2 separate regions of the Oryctolagus cuniculus genome follow, and region 2 is linked to region 1. Evidence: chromatin contacts called from public Micro-C data. All regions are on one chromosome and are shown on one strand. Each heading gives the region's core, a stretch centred on a gene start, on an enhancer-like site or on the middle of the called end of the contact. The rest is flanking DNA. Distances are from core to core; before and after follow the strand shown.

Region 1 (6,200 bases), core at 219-2,718:
TACTTCAAAAAGTTTGTGGACAGATGGAATTAAAAAATAAGTCCTAACTATAAATTTGCCTGCTCTACATAACTCATCTAAGTGGAATTACGTATTTGTCCTTTTGTGTCTGACTTATTTTATTTAACATAACCCATGTTGTAATATATTTCAGAATTCCATTCTTTTTTAAAAATATTTACTTGATTTATTTGAAAGGCAGAGTTACAGAGGAGGAGAGACAGAGAAAAATCTTCCATTCCTGGTTCACTCTCCAAATGGCTGCAATGGCCAGGCCTGGGCCAGACTGAAGCCAGGAGCTTTCTCCAGGACTCCCACATGGGTGTAAGGGCCCACGCCCCTGGGCTATGCTCTGCTGCTTTCCCAGGCTAATTAGGAGAGAGCTAGATTGGAAGTGGAGCAACCACAAGTCAAACTGGCACCCATGTGGGATGCTGGCGTTGCAGGCGGCAGCTTTGCCTGCTACACCACAACGCCTGCCCCTCCATTCTTTCTTAAGCTGGAGTCTCTTACCCTGCTTTGGCTGCCATCACAATGCCATAGGCTGGATGGCTTACAAACAAGAGGAACAATTTCCCACAATTCTGGTAGCTGCAGAGTCCAGCATCACAGTGCCAGAGGTTCAGTGTGTGGTGAAGGCCCCAGTTCCTCCTGTATCCTCATGTGGCAGGAGGAGCAAGGCATCTTTTGGGGGCCTCTTATACGACACCACCAATCCCATTCCCAAGGATTCTACCTCCATGACCTAACCACCTCCCAATGCCTGACTCCCTAACTGCGATCCCTGGTGATCAGGTCTCACCATATGAAGTTGGGGGAGACACTTTCTGACTGTGGCACTAGGTAATATTCCATTGTATGTGAATGCCATATTTTGCTCTTCCATTTGTCTGTTGGTGGACATACCAGTTGTCTCCATCTTTTGGCCAATGAGAATGATGCTGTTATGAACATTAGTGTTACAGATATCTGTTTGGGCCCATGATTTCAGTTTTATGGATGTATACCTGGAAGAATTTTGGCTCAAATGGTAATTCTGGGTTCAACTGTTCAAGGTGCCGCCAATTTGTTCACCACAGGGACTACTCCATTCTGCATCCTCATCAGTAATGTGCAAAGGTGCTAATTTTTCCACATCCACACCAACGCTCACAATCTTCTGTGAGTTTTTTTAATTTTTTTTAAATAATAGCCATCTTAATAGTTATGAAGTAGTTATCTCATTGTGATTTTGATTTTTGTATCCCTGACAGCTAGTGATGGTGAACATCTTTCTATGTGCCTCTTGTCCATTTGCATAAGTCCTTTGCCCATTTTTTATCTTGCATTTTGGAGAGACTGAGCATGCACTTGTACCCAAGTATCCCCCAAATGCCTACAATGGCAAGGACCAGTATGGGCCAAAACTGGGAGCCAGTAACTCAGTCCAGGTCTCCCCCATGGGTGGCAGGAACCCACTACTTGAGCCTGACCACTGCCTCTCAGAGTCTGCATTGACAGGAAGCTGGAGCTGGGAGCCAGAGCTGGATATTGAATCCAGGGACTCTGATATGGGATGTGGGTGCATAACTGGTGTCTTAACTGCTGGGCTAAACATCTGTTCCTCATTGCCCATTTTTGAGTTGGGTTATTTAGGTTTATTGATGTTGTTGAGCTGTAGGAGTTCTTTATATGTTCTGGACAACATGGTTTTTATAGAGGTACCCTTATTCCTGTATCAAATAAGGCGTTTTAGAAGCCTCCTTTTTTATTAAGAACACTGAAATAATTCTGCTTTATGTTAGCTAATTAATCCGCATTATAAATTGTTCCCAGTGTGCTAAATGCCTTCTCGAGTAAACATTTAGAGAAAACAGAGAAGTTATGAGCAGCTCACCAAATGTAAAATGACAGCTTAGAAATTGTGAAACTAAAATAATTTTCATTAAATGAAGCAGTAATTTTCCATCTATCAAATGCAATTCATGGTAGCTCTTTAGCAACATCATGCCCCCCACCCAACTTTCATCACCCTCTCTCCCTCCCAACACCACTGCTCCTTTTGCTGGGGCCCCCCGGGAGGTGAATGGTGCCTCCCCAGAGACAGATCAGCCAGAGTGCTAGTACTGTGGAAGTTTCAACGCACCTTGCATGGACCCCTTCTGGGATCCTGTCCCTAATTACGGTTTTGTGATTTTTTGTTTTTAAAGAAGCGCCTCCCTCCCACCAAGTTTTATAAGCTTCAGGCCCACAAAATCCAGAATTGTCTCTGAACACGTTTCTCCCATCTGAAATCATGTCTTAGTCATTGTCACATGGCTGGAAAGCCAGCCTGGAGTCTACTGTTAAACGCAATGAGTTATTTACAACTGGCTTTCTTCCTTGCCGAGTTTCTGGTCTGGGGTGCCAAGCTACCACACTTTTCTGCAGAGATCCAGAAAAGCATGGGCCATGGGTGTTTCTAGCCAACCCTGGTATGCTTTGTTGGCTTTTGCACTGAGCTCTGTCAGCACACAGTGCTGGCTTTGCTCTAGGCACTTAGGGGAGTGTGCAGGCCAAATTTTGAAAATTTGGTGCCCAGTTCATGCAAAATGTGCATGTCCTTTTGTACTTTGCACTGAGCCATAAATAGAATTTTGTGCTTACACAGTGGAAGCAAAGAATGCAATTGCCAGACTTGATACCTAATCTTTGAAAAATTTTGTGAGCACAGCTTAGCCAGTTCCCTATTCTTGTCAGAGGTAAAAATGAGCCTTCTGGCCTTCTTTCCGATTATATAATTTCATTGAACAAAAATGAATTTTTATAAAAATTAAATCTTAATATATGCCCTCCTCTTCTGAAAGGCATTAATGATTAAATAATTGCTCATCAATATCAACTTTTACTTATTATTTTCTCTCCATGCAGTTGTAGTAACTCGGATAAAGTTGTGCTTCAATGAAAGATATATCTAAGCAAGATAAGGACAATCTCCGTTGGAAGTTCTTTTCTTGAAAAAATGCTCAAATTCCTTCTTCCTCTTCCTCTTTTCCTTTCTCATTCTTTGCTTTCTTATTCTTTCTTTTCCTCTATCAAACAGTTCCAAGATATACATGCACAGGAAGGCATCCCAGCGTGAGTATCAGAACCCAGCTGTGAGGGCATCCCTGTATGGGGATGGGTGCAGCCAGCATGAAGCATCAGACCTAGGATGGAGAATGGAGCCACTGTACAAGGGAAGGGATGGCGGCAGTGGGAGATGGGCCACACACACAGGAGTCCACCAAATAGATAAACACAAATATATTGAGAATCATAAGAAATAGATTTCTTACCAGTAGAGAAGTAGTTACAAATATAGAAAGGATCGATGATGGGAGGGACTAGGATTAACAATTGGGTCAGAATTGGAAGTATTGATGTGATCTAATGAATTTCACGATATGTAGAGATTAACACAAAACTATATGGAGTTCTAGCCGGTGCCACGGCTCAATAGGCTAATCCTCCGCCTGTGGTGCCGGCACACCAGGTTCTAGTCCCGGTTGGGGTGCCGGATTCTGTCGTAGTTGCCCCTCTTCCAGGCCAGCTCTCTGCTGTGGCCCAGGAGTGCAGTGGCGAATGGCCCAAGTGCTTGGGCCCTGCACCCGCATGGGAGACCAGGAGAAGCACCTGGCTCCTAGCTTCTGATCAGCGCGGCACTCCAGCCGAAGCGGCCATTGGAGGGTGAACCAACGGCAAAGGAAGACCTTTCTCTCTGTCTCTCTCTCTCTCTCACTGTCCACTCTGCCTGTAAAAAAAAAAAAAAAAAAAAAAAAAAAAACCAACAACAACAACAACTATATACAGATCCACTCATCCCAGTGTCACTTCCTGTGGTTTCCATAATCTCTGGACAAACCTTGATCTGAAACAAACAGTTCGTAAGTTTTAAATTGCACACCGTTCTGAGTGGGGTGATGACATCTTGTGCCATCAGGCTCTGCCCATTCCCAGGATGTGAATCATCCCTTTGTCCAGCATATCCACACTGTCTGTGCTACCTACCTATTACAGTCCCTTAAATAGTCACTTGGGTCATCAAATCAGCTGCTGTGGAACCGGAGGGCTTGTGTTCCAGTCGCCCTTATTTTACTTAATACTAGGCTTAAAGCACAGGGTAGTACATCAGCGATTCAGACGCCCCAAAGTGATTTTTAGTGAGAAGTACAAGTTACTGACTTTATCATGGGTGTGCAGTATGTACGAATGGATAAAACATGGCGTGCATAAGGTTCAGCACTATCTGTGGTTTTCCGCATCCGCTGGGGTCTTAGATCCAGAGAGAGAAGGGCTGGGGAATGAGAATACGTGTGTACATTCTGTAGCTCTGGCTACTGAGAGAGCTTAGGGCAGCAACAGCGATGATCGTAGTGGGCCCCAGACCCTGCTTCATAAATACTGTCCTCAAGGCGATTTGCCTAATGGTTGGGATGCCCACGTGCCCATCAGGGGACCTGGCTTCATGTCCCGGCTCTGGCCCTGATCCCAACTTCCTTCTGATGCATCACCCCGCTCAGGTGAAGCCTCAAGTAATTCGTTCCCGCCCACATTACGTGGGAGAGATGAATTGCATTCCCAGCTCCTACTTTTAGCCCAGCCCAGTCCCAGATGCTGCGGGGATTGGGGGAATGAATCAGTGGATAGGAGTTCTCTGTCTGTCTCTCAAATAATAAGCAAGCAAGCAAGCAAATAGAATCAGTGTATGGAGCTGTCTCTCAAATAATTAATTAATAGATAAATAAATACCGCTCCCCAGAAAGCAGGATAGCCCAGGGTAAGTTTGAAACATCTTGGACCACTAATTAAGTGCTAGCTGCAGGGGTACAGACATAAGAAAAGGCATAGAGGGCACTTTGAAGGGGCATAGATTAAAGGCAATTTGCTATCAAAAGAAGTAATGATAGTAATGGAGAATAGTCCTCTAAATAAAGTAGCAACCCATGAGTTCCTCTTATAAAAAATAAGTAAAGGGATACATCAAACATTTGACAAGGAAAAAGGATCTGCAGGTTCAAAGCCATGCCATGCAAGATCCTTAGCAATGACCAAGGTGCTCCCTTTGCAAAGGCCAGCTGTACAGTGGGGAATCTACAGCCACTGCCTTAATCTAGTGACTGAAATGACTCCCTTTGGTCAAGGGGGTGTTCTCTTAAGCCACTCAAGAGAATTTACAAGAAGAACCCACAACTACTAGTGTGATTTCTGCCAAAGTTTGTAATCTAAATCTTAGCATGAGACTTAGCATCGTAAGAGATTCAAATTTAAGTACTTGCTACGAGAACCTGGCTGGTAATCATGACAAGTGTCAGGATGAGGAGCAGGCTTTCGGCACATTGGCTATGGTGCTGTGTGAGAAGTCTGCATCCCTTATCAGAGTGCATGGCTTGGACTCCCAGCTGAGTTCCTGATTCCAGCTTCCTGGTGTTACACACCAGGAGGTAGCAGGTAATGCCCAAGTACTTGGTCCCTGCCACCTCTGTTGGAGATCTAAACTGAGTTCCATACTCCTGTCCTAGCTGTTCCAACATTTGGGGAGTGAGACAGAGGATGAAAGATCTGTATGTCTGTCTGTGTTACTCTATCTTTCAAATAAATAAAAGTAAATACATTTATGAAAAAGGATCAGGATCATGAAGGACACAAAAGAACCATCTGGGATTAAGGAGACTACAGGGACATCAGCTGTGCAAATCTGGATTTTCTACAGATGAAATTATTAGAATCATTGCATGAGATCCAAGGGTAGTAGTAATGTAACAGCATTAATTTCTTGTTGTGTTTATGTAGGAAAATGTCTTTATAGGGGCAAGCATTTGACCTAGTTATTAAAATGCCTTCAGCCCACATTGAAATGCCTAGATTGATTCCTATCTCCCAGCATCAGCCAAGTCTAGTGAAGCCATCAAGAGTGTTTAGGGAGTGAACTAGCCAAAGGGAGCTCACTTCTTCCTCTTACTGATTTCCTTCCCACCCCCGCCCCTTCCCCCGCCAAAAAAAAAAAAACAACAGCAACAAAAAAAAAAAAAACAGAAAAATGTCTTTACAGAATATCTGTGTTGAAGTATGCAGAGGGTGGTGGGTGATTGGGCCAACAACCTTCAAACGCTTTAATAAAAAACCTTTGTACTGCGTTTGCAACTCTTCTATACATTTGAAAACATTTCAAAATAAAATACAACTTAAAATTGTTCTACCAT
Region 2 (5,940 bases), core at 2,559-5,058, 330 kb after region 1:
AAAAAATGAAGTCTCATCAGGTCCTTTCCAGTCGCTGGCCAGATAAAGGGGCTGAGCTGGCATCGGACACGCCGATCCTGCCGGTTCCACGCGCGGCAGGTGACCGGCAAACCACCGAGACGCCGACAACGCGGCCGGGCTGTGGTCTCGCGGGTCGTGACCAGAATCACGCACACCCCGCGTCTCCTCAGCGAGCACCCCGCACCGTCACCCCCGGAGGGCCCGAAACCGGTCCCACCTGGGAACTTTTCCCTCAGCCAACCCCGGCGTCGCCCCCGGAACGAGGCGCCTTCCTGAGGGCCGCCGGGGAGAAGGGTCAAGGCGCCCACACGCGCACACTTCCAGCCTCAACAGCGTGGCGACTGTCTCCCGTCTCCACGCTCATCTCCCTCACCCCTCGGGCAACTCCCCTGGGCGGCTCTCAGCCCAGAACACCAGCCGGAGGGTTGGGGGCTTTAAACGCGCCCCCTTTCAAGGCGCCCCAAAGTTTGCCCTCCTCGGCCTTTCTTCCCTTCTCGCTGCCTTTTTGTGCCAGCTCAGCAGTCTCATGGAGGCGAGCGGCGGCGGCCGCGCCGTGGTAAACAAGTGCCTGGCTGTCAATCAAGAACTAGACCGGAGCAGGAGAGGACCGGCCTAAACCGGCGCGAGCAGATCTCAGCCAGCCAGTCAGCCAGCCAGCCCGCCCGCGCGCGCCGCCGCCGGCCGCGCGCTCCGCTATACATACGGCATACGTCGCGCGGCGCTCGCGCCCGCGCCCGCGCCCGCGCAGCCTAGCCTGCTGGACCGGGGGCGGGGCGAGGGCGCCGCCGCGCTTCCGCTGTACACGCCCCAGCCGGCGACCGGTTCGATCTGGCTCGGGCCACCCTGACACCTTTACAGTTGCAAAGCAGGGAGACCGGGCCGGGGAAGTGGCGGGCCTGAGGCTCCGGGAAACAATGGGGAAGGGACCGGGGACGCTCGCCGAGACCCCCTCCCGCCCAGATTCCCGGATTTGAAACCACTTTTCTTTGCCCTGGCCAGCCAGTGCCAGACTCCCCCTCAGGTCACGTCAAGGTAGCCAGACTGCTGACTGGACAGTCGGCACATGTCTGTGGCAGCCGAGAGGAAAGGGAGCCACTCCGACACGTCGCCCGCGACCTCGGGGGTCCCGCTCGCTCTCCTCACGCCAGCCCCCTCTACGAGGGTCTCTGGCCAAAAGTTGCGCCCAGGGCGACTCTGCACCTGTGAAAGCCGGCAGCGGCTGGCGCCCCGTACGAGGCGTCCCCCTCGTGGCCCCAACAGGCCGGAGAGAGGGACAGCAGCAGGGCATGCCGCGACGCGGGCCCCGGGAGCCCACGGAAGCCCGGGAACGCACTCGCGCGAGCGCGGGCGGGGGCGGCCGCTCGGGAGGGACCTTTACCGGCGCACGCCGGTTCCAAGCCGCGCCCCAGCCGGCCGGAGCCCACTCTCCCCACCCGCGCCGGCCCAATCCAATCAGCGCCCGGCATCGCCTTAGCAACAGGCTAACAAACCTGGCCCCGCCCCTCGCCGGCCGCCCGGGGCGGGGCCTCCGCTGCCAGGCTCGTGTGAGAGCTCTCAGCTAAAGTCATTGAAACTACTCCAGGCAGAAGCTCGTCCACGCGTGGCCGGCTTCGGGGGGCGCCCGGCTGGGTGCGGGGCGTTCGGTTTTCCTCACCACGAAGTCGAGGTGCAGCTAACGACCTTGCTTTCCGCCCCAACGCATTGTTCTACTTTCCCTTCACTGCAAGGCTCAACTCTTGAGAGAAAAACCTTTTGTTTCTTCTCATTTTATAAAAGGCTCGAAATCAAACTCGCGTGTGCGCTTTGCAGCACACAGCAGAACTGTCATCAGGCGCTTTGCATTTCCTATCAGAGTTAACGCTTGGGAAGATGAACTAGAAATTACTTCAAGATGCAAAACCACCTAGGTGAACTGTGGAAACCCTGCCGAAGAACTGATTTCACCTGAGCATTTAAAAAAAAAATGCAATAATGCTGTAACTCAACGCTTCCTTTATTTCTCCCTTCCCTTAATTCAATTAGCATTTCCCTGGGATGTATATCTTGAATATAAAAACGCAGATAAAAGCGAGCCTCTTTCTGAAAAAGTCAGCATTTGCACTAAATACTGCATTAAAAAGGAGAAGCACAAAATTACATAACCAGTTTTAACATTATATTCTTCTTGGGCTAGAATTAAGTCATCGCCACCACCTGACGCGTGTAACCAATCTGCTGAGAGCTGCACAAGCGCCCCTCCTCACCACCCCCCAGAACTGGTCCGAAACAGGATTGAACCGCTTCTAACAAAGGGTGGAAACTTAGAAAAACAAGCTTAGAGTCTCCTATATTTCCACAATGTAGCCATCTAAACAATAGAGGGGAAATCTCAGGACCCCCTCTCCCTTTGACAACCCTCCATCTCCCCCTTCTAACCAAAAATCAAGTCCAGTGTGCGGTCTACTTTTCAATTCCATTGGACTGGCAGGGTTTCATTGAATGCACGTTCCAAAGTTAGACATGATGCTTGGAGAAGAAACTGCTGGCCCTGAATGGCTTCTGAACCTGACTGAACACCGGCCACGGTGATAGATACTGTCTTTTAAAATAAGGAATGCTTGATGCAAAATTCCCAAAGCATTGGAAAGAAGAGGTTAAAAAAAAAAAAAAACACGTGGGGTGTTGGTAATACCATATGTCAAAATAAGCCAGGGAAACCCTCTCTCAAAGAACAATGATCAATTCCTTATAAAGTCCTTTGCACGTTAATATTAAAAGGAAACACATCTACTAACCCTCCTAAAATGTTATTTCATTCCTTCCTTCAAGCTCAGGTTTTGAGCTAAGGTTGCAAAGAAAAAGGAAAAAATTTTAAAAATCTGATGCCGGACCGCAGCTTTCATCAATTCATTTGAAAACGTAGCAGTAAAATCATGGACTCGGAGGCAAGCAGAATTTCCGAGTGAGGTGCAAATGGACCGCAAGTGCGTATGGCACAGCCCGAGCCGGGTCCAGGGGTGGTGGAGACGAGGTGCAGTTTGCAGTCGCTTTGCAGATGCCGGCACGCATTACAGCCTCCCGTCAAGGAGAACCCAAACCTCGCAACTTTGCTAGCCTCCAGCAAACGGCCGAGCTACGCTGCGAGAACCACGTCCACCCGAGAAAGCCAGCCTGCAGACTGCCGAATGGTAGGAAAACTTACCTCTTTCGTGCCCAATTAAGATGTCTTTATGGTTGAAGTATTCTACTTCTTCGGTGTAGTTCTGCGTGTAGGCAGTATTGGAGCCGGCGTTTCTAGACTCCGTCCAGCGTACTTTCGCATGTCCTCTTGCATGAATTTTAAGCGATTTTACTCTGATTTCCCCAGTAACTTCTAAATTCACCCTTCCTGAGACAGTATCCCCGCTGGAATACACGGGGACATTGCTGTCATTCAGACAGTCGAAGCTTATTGTCAAATTCTTCACCTTCCCCAGCACCATGTTGATAACAAAAATCTATAAAAAATATAATGTAAGACCCCCAAAAAAGTCAAGATCGCATATAAAATGGGATCTTCACTCAACACTGATCGATGCTTCTGCCGTGCAAAAATGCAAACCCTTGCAGGCAGGATCAGTAGCTCCTTACAGACAGTTCATTGAGAGCTCTTAAAAGTCAGGGCAGCAGAGAGGCTGCGGCGGCGGCTCCGCGCGCCCGCCCGTCTCAGTGGTCTCCTTACAAAGACGGGCGGCCGGAGCCTGCCAGCTCACTTTAAGAGCAGCTTTGTGAAAAACAACCCCAGTGCGCACGCGCACGCCGCCGCGGCCGCCGGCCCCCCGGGCGCGCGCCCCCGCCGCGCCGCGCCGCGCCGCGCTCGCGCCCTCGCCGGGCACGCGCGCGGGTACAGTAGGCGTGGAGCCGGGGAAGCCGGCACGGGCGCTGCCGGGAGGCCCGGCCGGACTTCGCTGCATTGTGGGCTCCCATTGGCGGGCGGGCTGCCGGAAAGCCCCGGCGTGCTCCCCGGAGCCGCTGGCCGGGCGGCCTCTGACAGAGCGACCGCCGGCGGGGCGCTGAGGGACCGCGGGCCGCGTGGAGGGGCGGCCGGGCCGGCGCACGCGTTAGCGGCGCTGCGCGGATTCGCCCGCCGCCTGCCTGGGAGGAGGAGGAAGGGGGAGAAACCGGTCGGGCCAGCGGCTGGGTGGCTGAGCCTGAGCTAACGACTTTCGGGAGGAAAAAAAAAAAAAGTCCTGAAAACCGGGCCAGGAATCGTGGTCACAGACGAGAGCAGTCTCGGCGTGGATTTTATGCGCGTCCGTAGATGGCTGTAGACGGGGTGGAAGTGAGCTCCCTGGAGGCCAAAAGGGGGCCTGCGGAGCGGACGCCCTAAGGCAGCGAGGAAGAGGCGTAGGTCCCGTCCCCTCGGGGGGCTGTGCCGGCTCCGGCTACCCCGAGCGAGTCGCTGGCGACGTTGGGGGCAGGCGGCCCGCTTCCCCCGAGGAAGCCGAGGTCCTTGTTAGGGACGCCAGCCGTGGCCGGAGTCAGGGTGCAGGGTGCGCGGCTGCAGCCCTCGCGTCCACAGTGCCACCTTGCAGAAGGCAGGTGGCACGGTGGCGGCTCGGCGCACAGCCTTGGTGGGGAGTTGCTGGAGCGCGAGCGATGGTTTGAAGGAGCGAGATGCAGCGTGTGGAAAGCATAATTCTTAGCATCAGTGAGGATGCGGATTCTGCGGAGCCGCGGTTGTCCGCTGGACTGTTCAGCCTAGTCATTCCCGTGCATCCTAATAGGTACATTTGTCTTTTTTGATTGTGAGTGTTTCGGTAAGAAATAGCAGAGCCTGCGTCACGCCCCACTGGGATGCAGAGTGTAACAGCACAAACTCGTGTAGATTACTGGCCTCCGCAGAGCTGCTGTCAGGAGAGCTATAGAAAGACAGAAAAAGATGGGAATCTGAAGCCACATATACGTAACCAGGAATTCTTGGGAAGGTTTTTGGCTACGGCTGTGTCCATACGTTTTAGATTCTTCTGCGTAGTATGTTTGGGTAGATGGAGCCCGGGAGTCACAATAAATGATACTCGGCCTTGCTGTTTTGGAGGAAGTGAAATTTTACTGGGTTGGGTTTTAGTTGACAAGGCAATGTCTAAGGACTCCGGAGCAATAATCTGGAAAGGGTAAATCTGAACACGGTTTGGACGGTGAGTGATGCCGTTTATATGAGTTTTAAGGTTTAAAAATAAGAATTTGTGTATTTCCGTATTGGAAAATTCTCCCCTTCCTCCCCCCTTGGTTGACACCTGGTGGAAAATCTAGGTAAAGTACCTGGGTCCTTGTACTAGCTTAGATTACAGATACTACTTATGTTTTTCCGCCCCCTACGGGTAGAAATGGTGAATTTGCTGGAATGTCAGCTTTTCCTCACCATAGGGTTAATGGTATTTATTAGGCATTACAATGACATTGAGCAAGAGAAATTTAAATGTGCAACACGGAAAGAGTACATAAATTCACCACTAAATGTATAGCTACTGGAGGCTAGTCAGAATGAATATTTTAGAATTTTAGTAAGATTAATTAAAATTAATTGTTTCTTAAGAAATAAGAATTATTAAAAAAATAAGAATTAGCTGTGTAAATAGACTAGAATTGCATATAAAAAGAAGCCCTAGGATATTTATCCACATTTTGGAAAGTTGTTTTAATACATTAAGTGATTGATTCACTGTATGCCTTGTGTTTAAAGTTTTTAGGGTCTTTTGAATCATTGCCATTATTATCTATTTTACTGTTTTTCTTTATTCCTAAATAGTAACTGACAGATTGCTGGGAAATCCTTATCTGCCACCATTTTTGCTCAGGAGCCCACTCGTTTACACTTTGTATCACCTTTCTTCCGTGTAGACTTGGCGGCATGACTGTTCCTCAGGTGTTTTTAATTATTGGCTTCATTTTGTTTTCCTC

The links. Hi-C and Micro-C count contacts between places; a contact is called where the count stands out from the background.
Region 2: a contact with region 1 is called in a Micro-C map of ear pinna, with 5 times the contacts expected there. The contact joins the promoter of ARRDC3 here to the enhancer-like site in region 1. A contact is called at or near these places in 3 of 6 Hi-C or Micro-C datasets (ear pinna, skin fibroblasts and an unstated tissue).

Annotation. Positions count from the first base shown.
Region 1 is chr14:13,801,238-13,807,437 of mOryCun1.1, forward strand. All of the region lies in intron 86 of ADGRV1 (adhesion G protein-coupled receptor V1), which reads left to right. Among named protein-coding and RNA genes, the nearest start is that of ARRDC3, 330 kb to the right of the region's middle. Within about 2 kb of position 1,469, at least 1 of the 8 cell types and tissues checked has an H3K27ac peak or open chromatin away from gene starts, as enhancers often do. A contact at or near this core is called in ear pinna, where this site is marked.
Region 2 is chr14:14,127,078-14,133,017 of mOryCun1.1, forward strand. It overlaps ARRDC3 (arrestin domain containing 3), which reads right to left and starts at 3,809. Exons shown (of 8, transcript XM_002713914.5): 1 at 3,203-3,809. The coding sequence starts at 3,482.